Regions from separate parts of the Sus scrofa genome. Here region 1 is linked to region 2. A link is a contact called in public Hi-C data. All regions are on one chromosome and are shown on one strand. Each heading gives the region's core, a stretch centred on a gene start, on an enhancer-like site or on the middle of the called end of the contact. The rest is flanking DNA. Distances are from core to core; before and after follow the strand shown.

Region 1 (4,154 bases), core at 1,314-3,813, 250 kb after region 2:
TAAAAGAAAAATTTTGTAATATTTGCATAGAGGCAAGCATAAACTTAGCATTTGATTTTTATCCTTTTGTTTTCCATTAGAAAGAATAAAAATTGAATTTAACAACAACAACAAAAATGGAGCTTACAGGCTCACTTATCTTAAAAAAAAAAACCCCCAGACTATAACATTTAAAATTTGACATAACAAGGCTTGATGTTTCAAAGCTAATGTCAGGGACAGACATGGTTCACATCCAATCATTTTAAAACAAGCTTTTAGTGTAGGTAGCTATATTGATGGAGAATATGATTTAACAAAATGCATTAAGTTCAAATCTACGGGATGAGAATTATTTGAAAAGTGAGTTCCTTTTGTTCCCAATTTATTATTTAAATTCACTTATACTTCTGTAGCTTCTCTATTTTGGTAGACTAATGGAAATAAAAATTCATAACCCTAATACAGCTTGGTCACTACCTCTCAATGGATAATTGACTAGCAAGAACACAGTAGAGGCTGACATCTTCCTATATTACAAGTTACAATTTTAAGCTTTTTTACCTCCATTTTTCCCCACGCAGTAAAATGATAAACAATTTTCCATCAACTTTGTAAAGGATACTCACTTGATTTTTTTTTATAGCATTAAGTATCCAGTAAAATGTACCACTAAAGTAGAACAGGTTATTATTTATTTTGTGTGTGCACATTATTTTGGTTTAAGATCATGTACGAACTAGTTTTGCTGTTTTGATTGACTATCATTTTTTTAAGGAAGAAAAAAACCACAGAAATTATTTAGCTGGTCCTGATTCTTTTCTTTTCTTTTTTTTTCTTTTCTTGACTGATTAAATCAGTCAAAATCAGATGAAAAATTTTAACCATTTAGATAAGTAGTAGTAATTCACAGAATAAAGAAAATAAAACCCAGCATTTCTTCAAAAACATGATTCTAGTCAGTATTTGCTGCTGGGCTGGAAAACAAAAACAAAATATAAAGGTGCCCTCTACCCCATCTTTGGCATTCTTCAACATCAATGCCACTGGCGATGGTTTGTGCTGGGCAAGGAAAGTGACTGTCTGCTTGATTCTAGCACGTTTGACAAGAACCAACACTCTGGACATACTGCACAACAAAATAAATACATTAGCAAGACCATTTCCCCTTCATTTCAGCTCAGACATAAGAAATAGCTTATTTAAAATTCAAGTGCCAAGGAAGCCCATTGTAAAAAAGGAAATATTTTTAAGTGAATTCCGTTTGATCTTTTTTTTATAGAGGCTCCTACAAGCCCCTCTCCCGTCTTCCCCAGACCCTGGAAACCAATTAGTCTCAGCACAGAGGCCGCAGACCATGTTGAAATGGCTCCTTTTTTTTTATTTTTAGGGGATATAATTTCAGCCAGGATGTCTAGTCAGTTGTCACACAGTATACTCAGCACACTTCTCCCTCTCACACACTACCCATTGGATTTTCCTTTGGAGAATGCCTAGATTTTTGAGTCTGACTCCTGGAAAGGAATGAGAGCTGGTTGGTGTCCAAAACCTTCAGCTCCGACAATGGCATAACATCACAGGGCCACCTCATCTTTCACGGTCAGCCTCCTTCCCCCGCCCCGCCCCCCCCACCAAGTTTTCTAAAAGCCTTGCCTTAATTGTCCCTTGTCTTCTAGCATTTCAGTGGCTTTCCCTTTCCTTAGATTGCTTGCATACCCTCCTGAAAACCTTTTCTTCCGTAATCCAAAGTAGTAGAGAAAAAGGGACAAACTTTGATTTTTACAACGTTTTTGAATTGCTTATCCTTTGGGGGAAATGTGCCCCAAAGACAAAAATGGAAACAATTAGCGTCTTTGCCTCTCCTTGCCTCCCTATACTGAACCTGCCTTAATTCATGGAGGTGAAAGCATTATCAGCTGGGTTGGCCTTTTCTTTCTCAGGAACAACACTGCAGAAAGAAAGGGGTGTGTGTGTGGTGTGTGTGTGTGTGTGTGTGTGTGTGGTTGAAAGGCTTGAGAAAAGGGTGCACAGCTCTCCCCCAGGAAAGTCGAAGCTCAGCAGACGGGAGGGGACCAGGGTCGCCTTCCTTGGTTTGAGGGCAGTGCCCCAAGCCTCTCCCCTTGCCCCCGCCGCCAGCTCTTCGCCCTGGAGCTGTGCCAGGACTCCAGACAGCGCCTGGCAGGTCGGTGGGTGGGGGGCCTGGGGCCTGGGTGTGTTCCCTTTGCAGAAGACGCCCATTTGGAGGGAAAACTCCCTTTATTTCCCTGGGGCTCCGCAGCCACCTTCTCCTATCCCCTATCATTTTTACGCTGATCACACTCATGATGATGAACTTGCAGCACAGCTTCCTGCCGCCTGCTTGACCCGGGAGCACCCGCAGGCTGCCGGCCTCGCCCTCAGCTCCCTCCTCCTCTTGCAACCCCGGTGCCTCGGGGCGCCAGCGGAGGTTCCAGCGGGCCTGGGCTACAGTAGGGGCGCGCGGGGGCGCGGGGTCCCGCCGGGGAGCGCGCACGGAGCGACGCCTCGGCCGCCCTGCTTCCTGGAGCTGTGCTCCTTTGACCCCAGTGGCAGTCCCTGTCACTGCACCGCTCTCGCTCCCTCTGGCTCGCCGCGCCCTCGCTCCCTCTCCTCGCCCCCTCTCTTGCTCTCTCCCCAGAGCGAGACTGCTCCCGTCCTTTCTCCCCCCCGCCTCACTCTAGCGCCGCGCCCCCCGATCCCCCGCCCCAGCCCGCGCCGGGACCTCCGGGGTCGAAGGTTCTGGCCCGCCCGCGCCCCTCGCCGCCCCCGCGCGCCCCCAGCCGGCTCCGGCTGCTCCGCGATGGATCGCCTGCTCGCCGGGCGCTGAAGGCATCCCCGGGACCCGGAGCGCAGCCCGGGAAAGGTAATCCGCCCCGGGAAGGGAGGCGGAGGGCGGGGGAGGGGGAGGAGGCGGCCGGGCGCCCGGTGCCGCGCGCGAGAGGAAGGGAAAAAAATGCACACACAAAGCGGAGCCCGGGTGAGAGGTGCCTTGTCAGAGGCGCGTGCGAAGGGCTCGGAGGCTGCGGACCGCGGCTGCCCTGGTGCCCCTGACATTCGCACGAGCAGGCGCTTCCCGGGCAATTCGGAACCCGAGGAGGGCTTATTTTCAACCCCCGAACGAAAGCGAATTCTTTTTTAGGAGCTGTCTCCTCTCCGCTCCCCATCTTGCCCCTCTGCTCTTCTCCCCTCCTCCCCCGCCCCATGTCTTCGCCCCCCGACCTCCCGGGGTCCCCACCACTCCTCTCCCTCCTCCTCCGGGATTTCTTAGGAGGGAAGGAAGGGGTGTAGGCGTAGGGCAGCGGCGAAAGCCAGGCGGCGGGTTTGGGGGTGGGGACAAGGGCACGGCGAGCTGTTTACTAGAAAGTCCCGGGGTTATGTGTTCGAGCCGCCCCGGCCTAGGCCCGGGTGCATTGTGTTGGCCCGAGCCCCGGGCGCCCGCGGCAGCCCGAGCGAGGTGCAGTGGCTGGTAAGGCGCCGCGCAGCTTTGTGCTCCGGCTGCGCTCCGCGGCCACCCCCGGGCCGCCTGCGCGCGCGCCGCTCTCGCGCGGGTCTGTTTCTCACCCTCTCCCCGCGCCCCGACCTCGCTCTCCCCCGCCGCCCCCGGTCTCCGCGATCGCAGCCTGCGGAGCGAGCTGGCGACTCGGGCTGGGTGGCGGGGTACGAGCGACGAGAAAAGTAACCGTTGCCTCCCGATTTCTTCCCAGGAGAGGCTGGAGTTTCTTTGCTATTTACATGTAACTGGGTTATCTTTGTAAAGCCTTTGAATTCCTGGGTTTTGAGGCCTAGGAGGTGAAGGGGGCATTTTCCTAGAGATTGGGGAGGGGATTAAAATCCACCAGCAAGAAAAGAAATTAAGGATGCCCCAGTGGAGTAGATTTATTCCACGCGCACTCCCACACACCCCAAATTAAGTGCAAATGCGGGTTATGAAAAATGTGTAATTGATTTGAGATGCTGCAAACAAACACAAACAGGTCAGGGTGGAAAAAAACAAAACTTTAAGTGGAAAAAAGATTCCAAAGAGGGGAAAAATCCGTGGCCTTCACACTCCCTTCCAACGCCTGCTGGCTCCCTCTCCTCCTTTCTCCGCCGCTCTAGGGAAGCAGCCCAGCAGAGAGCCGGGAGGAGGCGGCAGCTCCGGGCGCGGGCTGCGCTCT
Region 2 (4,368 bases), core at 1,737-4,236:
TTTGTGTCCTCCCCAAATTTGTATGTCAAAACCCTATGCCCTGATATGATGAGCTTAGGAGGTGGGGGTCTTTGGGAGGTAATTAGAAATAGGTGAGAGCATAAGCATGGAGCCCTCAGGAGTGGAATTAGTGCCCTTACAAGAGTCATGAGAGAGCTTCTGTCTTTTCTCTGCTCTCTGCCAGGAGAGGATGTAATGAGGATCAGCAGTCTGTAGCACAGAAGGCGGTTCTCACCAGAACCGGGTGCTGCTGGCACTCTGATCTCCGACTTCCAGGATCCAGGCCTGTGAGAAATACATTCCTGTTGTTTATAAGCCTGTAGTACTTTGTTATAACAACCCAAGCAAAGACACACATTGTCACATCGATCCATGGAATATCATATAACTTCTTATAAAACGAGTTTTGTGCTTGGTAAGCCAGTGCAGAACGATTTTATAGCCTTTATCACAGGCAAATCAAAGAAATGTGGATTATGGCCTCTTCTTTGCCCACTGCAACTTCCAAAACACTCCTAAGGTCCGACAGAGTGGAAAACACTCTTCTGTCAGTGCCCCAGCGGACCCTTAACTGCTCGCCTGCCTCTGCTGCAGGCAGCCTGTCTTGGAAGGGAAGACATGTCACCCTCTTGCACAAGTGTGATGATTTGTGGCTGAGAAAGAAAAGTCTGCTCTCTGAACCACATGCCCCCTGGTGCAGGCAGGCTAAGGAAAGATGAATGACATTATAAGACAGACATCTGAATGTTTCGTATTAAATTAGTCCCACAGAGTGCCCCGAATTCTCATTCCATAAATCACAAAGTAAAGTAAACTCACTCTCAGGTTAGACTGTTGTGACTTTGGCCTGTGGTGTCATGGATAATCTGAGAATAGTTAAACATTTGTCTGAACTAGTAATAATTTTCAACATATTTACTCAGTGGCAAAGAAGTGATCCAGACTGATTTCTGTTGCCAGAAACAGCAGGTAAATGGGAGTCAGCCAATTCAGGAGATTCCAAACAAGAGTCACTGCTCCTTGGTCCCCCTGTCTGCTCTGAAACTGCCTTGAGCTCCTCCAGGAGCCAGGAGGAGCTGGGGAGTAAGACAAGTAAACTGCACCCTTACCACAGAGCAGATGCAAAAAAGCACTCACGGATGCATCCTCCTCCCCACCCCTTTACTGAATAAATGGTAATCCCAGCACCATTTTGAAGTCCACTTTTACTTTGGTCCAAGCAGCCTAGAGTTAGGAAGGGCCGCGATTCCACTAAAGCCACATTGCTCTTCAATGGCAGTGGTTTATTCCGAGAATATTTTACATACCTTTGGATCTATTCTGGTTCTTCCATTTCTGGGCTGACCCTGTGATTCCAGGGGACCCAACAGGATGGAAGGAACAGTCTGTGGTTTATAAGCCCGCTCAACTCCATGCCAACTGGCTGAGTCTCATCTGAGCTGCTGCTTCCTCTACTATAACATAAGGAAAGTAGACTCTTCCATCCCTAAAGCCCACCCAACTTTAAAAGTCTGATTTTGATTCAGTAGCGAGATGCAATTGGGCAACAAGAGTTGTGACAGCCAGAATTCCAGCTGACTGAGGGAGCCTATCCCTAGACTTTCTACAAGTTTGAAAGTGTTTGCTAGGACCTTCGTCTTCACCCTCAGGACAGCAATCCAGATTTCACCATAGCGACAGAAGGACAGAAGGAAGCCACAGCACGGCTTAGTGTTGGCCAAGGATGGGAGGTGCTTCCTCCCAGCAAAAGATCTCTGGACTTCGCGTCAAAGGCCTGATGAAGGACTTGCCTCCTGCATTTGTTGGGCAAGTCTGTTTGTGTAAGGATCAAATGAGATTGATTATAATCATGGAAGGGAAGGGCGCTAATACTGTCAGAGTGTGGACACATGCCAGGTACCCTGCTGGACTTTCACACTATTGTCTGTTTTATTCCATGCTAATAACTGCCTTGAGGATACATAGGTTTGTTTTTTTTTTTTTTTTTTTTCCTACTTCTACTTTTTTTCTTTTTCAGGCTCACTCATGGCATATGGAATTTCCTGGGACTGGGAACCAATCTGATACAACCTACATCCCAGCTGCGGCAATGCCAGATCCTTAACCCACTGTGCCACAGCAGGAACTCCCTCCAGCTCCTACTTTTACATTTAAAAAATGGGGAAACTGGAGTTCCCGTCATGGCTTGGTGGAAACGAATCTGACTAGCATCCATGAACACGCAGGTTCAGTCCCTGGCCTCGCTCAGTGGGTTAAGGATCTGGTGTTGCCATGAGCTATGGTGTAGGTCGCAGATGCAGCTCGGATCTGGTGTTGGCTGTGGTTGTGGTGTAGGCCGGCAGCTGTAGCTCTGATTAGACCCCAGCCTGGGAGCCTCCATATGCTGCAGATGTGGCCCTAAAAAGACCAAAAAAAAAAGGGATAACTAAGTTTCTGAGCCGTGAAATATCTTGCCAAAGCCATCAGCCAATAAGTGGCAGAGCTGATATTTGAACCCAGATCTGCCTAACCTCAAAGCTTGTAGAAATTTCAGGTATGGTTATCAGCAGTCCTAAACCTGAATTCATGGGGTACCTTCAAGGAATAATTTTACGATGGTTTAGTCACTGCCTGCTTGGAAGATTTCCCTGATGACAGCTAAGTTAGGCAAAGTGCATTACATTTGGATGACTAACCCGAGGTAGGGGGTGGGGAGACTGCTGTGTGCACGAGAGAGGAGCCTCCTTGGCTCGTGGGGACGTAGCCAGCCATCAGGGGTCTCACTTCTCCACCCCAAAGCTGTATTCATCTGTGTGTTAGTTGCTAGGGCAGCCCTAACAAAGTAGCATATGCTGGGTGGCTTAAACAACAGAAATTTATTTTCTCACAGTTCTGGAGGCTAGAAGTCCAAGATCAACGTGCCAGCAGGGTTGGTTCCCTCTGAAGGGTGAGGGAAGGATTTGTTCCATGCCTCCGCTCTAGCTTCTGGCAGTTTGCAGACAATCTGGTGTTCCTTGGCTTGTAGAATCACCACCCTGATCTCTGCCTCATCTCCATGTGACATTCTCCCTGTGTGCCTGTGTTCAGATTTCCCCAGTCATGTTGGATTAGAGGACCACCTACTCCAGAATGACCTCATCTGAACTAATTACATCTGCAATCGTCTGTTTCCAAATAAGAACACATTCTGAGAGGCTGGGCTTTGGGACTTTGACATGTGAATTTTTTTTTTCCTGGTTGGTGGGGGGGGGCTACAATTCAACCCATAACAATCAGTAAGATAAGTCTCAACTCTCACCTCACATAAGCACTTCATCTGAACGCAAGTGCTCTACCATTAAAGATGGCAACGTTCTTTCTTGATGGCATGTCTCTCTCCCTTTTATGTCTTTCTTGCTTCTTACTAACACTGAAGTCTGATATTAATGGAAAAACCATTAAAAAAAACTATTATCCTATGAGGTAAAGTGAATGCACTCAACTGTGAAAGGAAGACTTATCGATCAATTTCAGTTAAACCTTGCTTGTCTGACACTTTGCAGCGAAGGAATGTGTTTTTATTGCCTGGCCAGATAGTTCAGATTTCCAGTCAGTCTTAGTAAAGGCTCCTTTTATAACATTGATAAAATTTTATCACAGAGCTATGAAAACAAAATTAGATTTCATAACTCACATCAGGCCTTGAAGGGGATGCCTCTATAAATTTTACAAACCTTATCAAGTTTTAATGCACCTCTTCTGATAAATATTTTTAAAATATCAACTTCTACTTTACTTCATATGTATATATGAGTGTATATAAATAAATGTGTGTGTGTGTGTATAATATATACATGTATTTCTCTCTCTGTCCCTTGTAGGATAGAAAACTTTTTTCACCTACTTGAAAACAGAAGACTGACAGGCCAATTATTTAGATTGCCAAAGACTCTAAATTTTAGGAAAATCCACTTCTAGAAAAGAAATCTGTGTCATTTATTTAAAAATTGAGTCCTGGAATTTATCCTTCAAAATAACTGGATTTTTCATGGTCAGATTTTGAAGAATTACCAACACTGATAAATCAGTTATAAGTTATAAATTCATAATAAGACATATGATAATCAAGGGCAGAGTTAGCCATAGCAATTTTGTATTCTAGTGAAAAATCTGTATACTTTCTCTAGTCTTTCCATGCTGTAGTATGGCCTGTTGGGAAAAAAATTGCATATGTGTGGAGCACATATTTTGTCTCCCCAGCTAGATGGTAATTGCCTAGACAACAGAGACTCTTATTTTCATTCACTTGGGGCAGGGCTCTACCCACAAGGACTCAGTGATGCGGCCCAGCAGTCCCACTGCCAGAGCACTGTGACAGCAAGACAAGGTTCAGCCACCTTCCACTCGTGC

The links. Hi-C and Micro-C count contacts between places; a contact is called where the count stands out from the background.
Region 1: a Hi-C map of embryonic fibroblasts shows a contact between it and region 2, with 1.8 times the contacts expected there. The contact joins the promoter of MPPED2 here to the enhancer-like site in region 2. A contact is called at or near these places in 5 of 47 Hi-C or Micro-C datasets (brain, embryonic fibroblasts, fetal heart ventricle and 2 more) and 1 of 2 datasets of contacts at active chromatin or transcription factors (skeletal muscle).

What each region holds. Positions count from the first base shown.
Region 1 is chr2:30,037,779-30,041,932 of Sscrofa11.1, forward strand. MPPED2 (metallophosphoesterase MPPED2) reads left to right here and starts at 2,564. Exons shown (of 7, transcript XM_003122896.5): 1 at 2,564-2,860.
Region 2 is chr2:29,787,940-29,792,307 of Sscrofa11.1, forward strand. The region is part of intron 40 of LOC100517025; the gene reads left to right. Among named protein-coding and RNA genes, the nearest start is that of MPPED2, 250 kb to the right of the region's middle. Within about 2 kb of position 2,987, at least 5 of the 83 cell types and tissues checked have an H3K27ac peak or open chromatin away from gene starts, as enhancers often do. A contact at or near this core is called in embryonic fibroblasts, where this site is marked.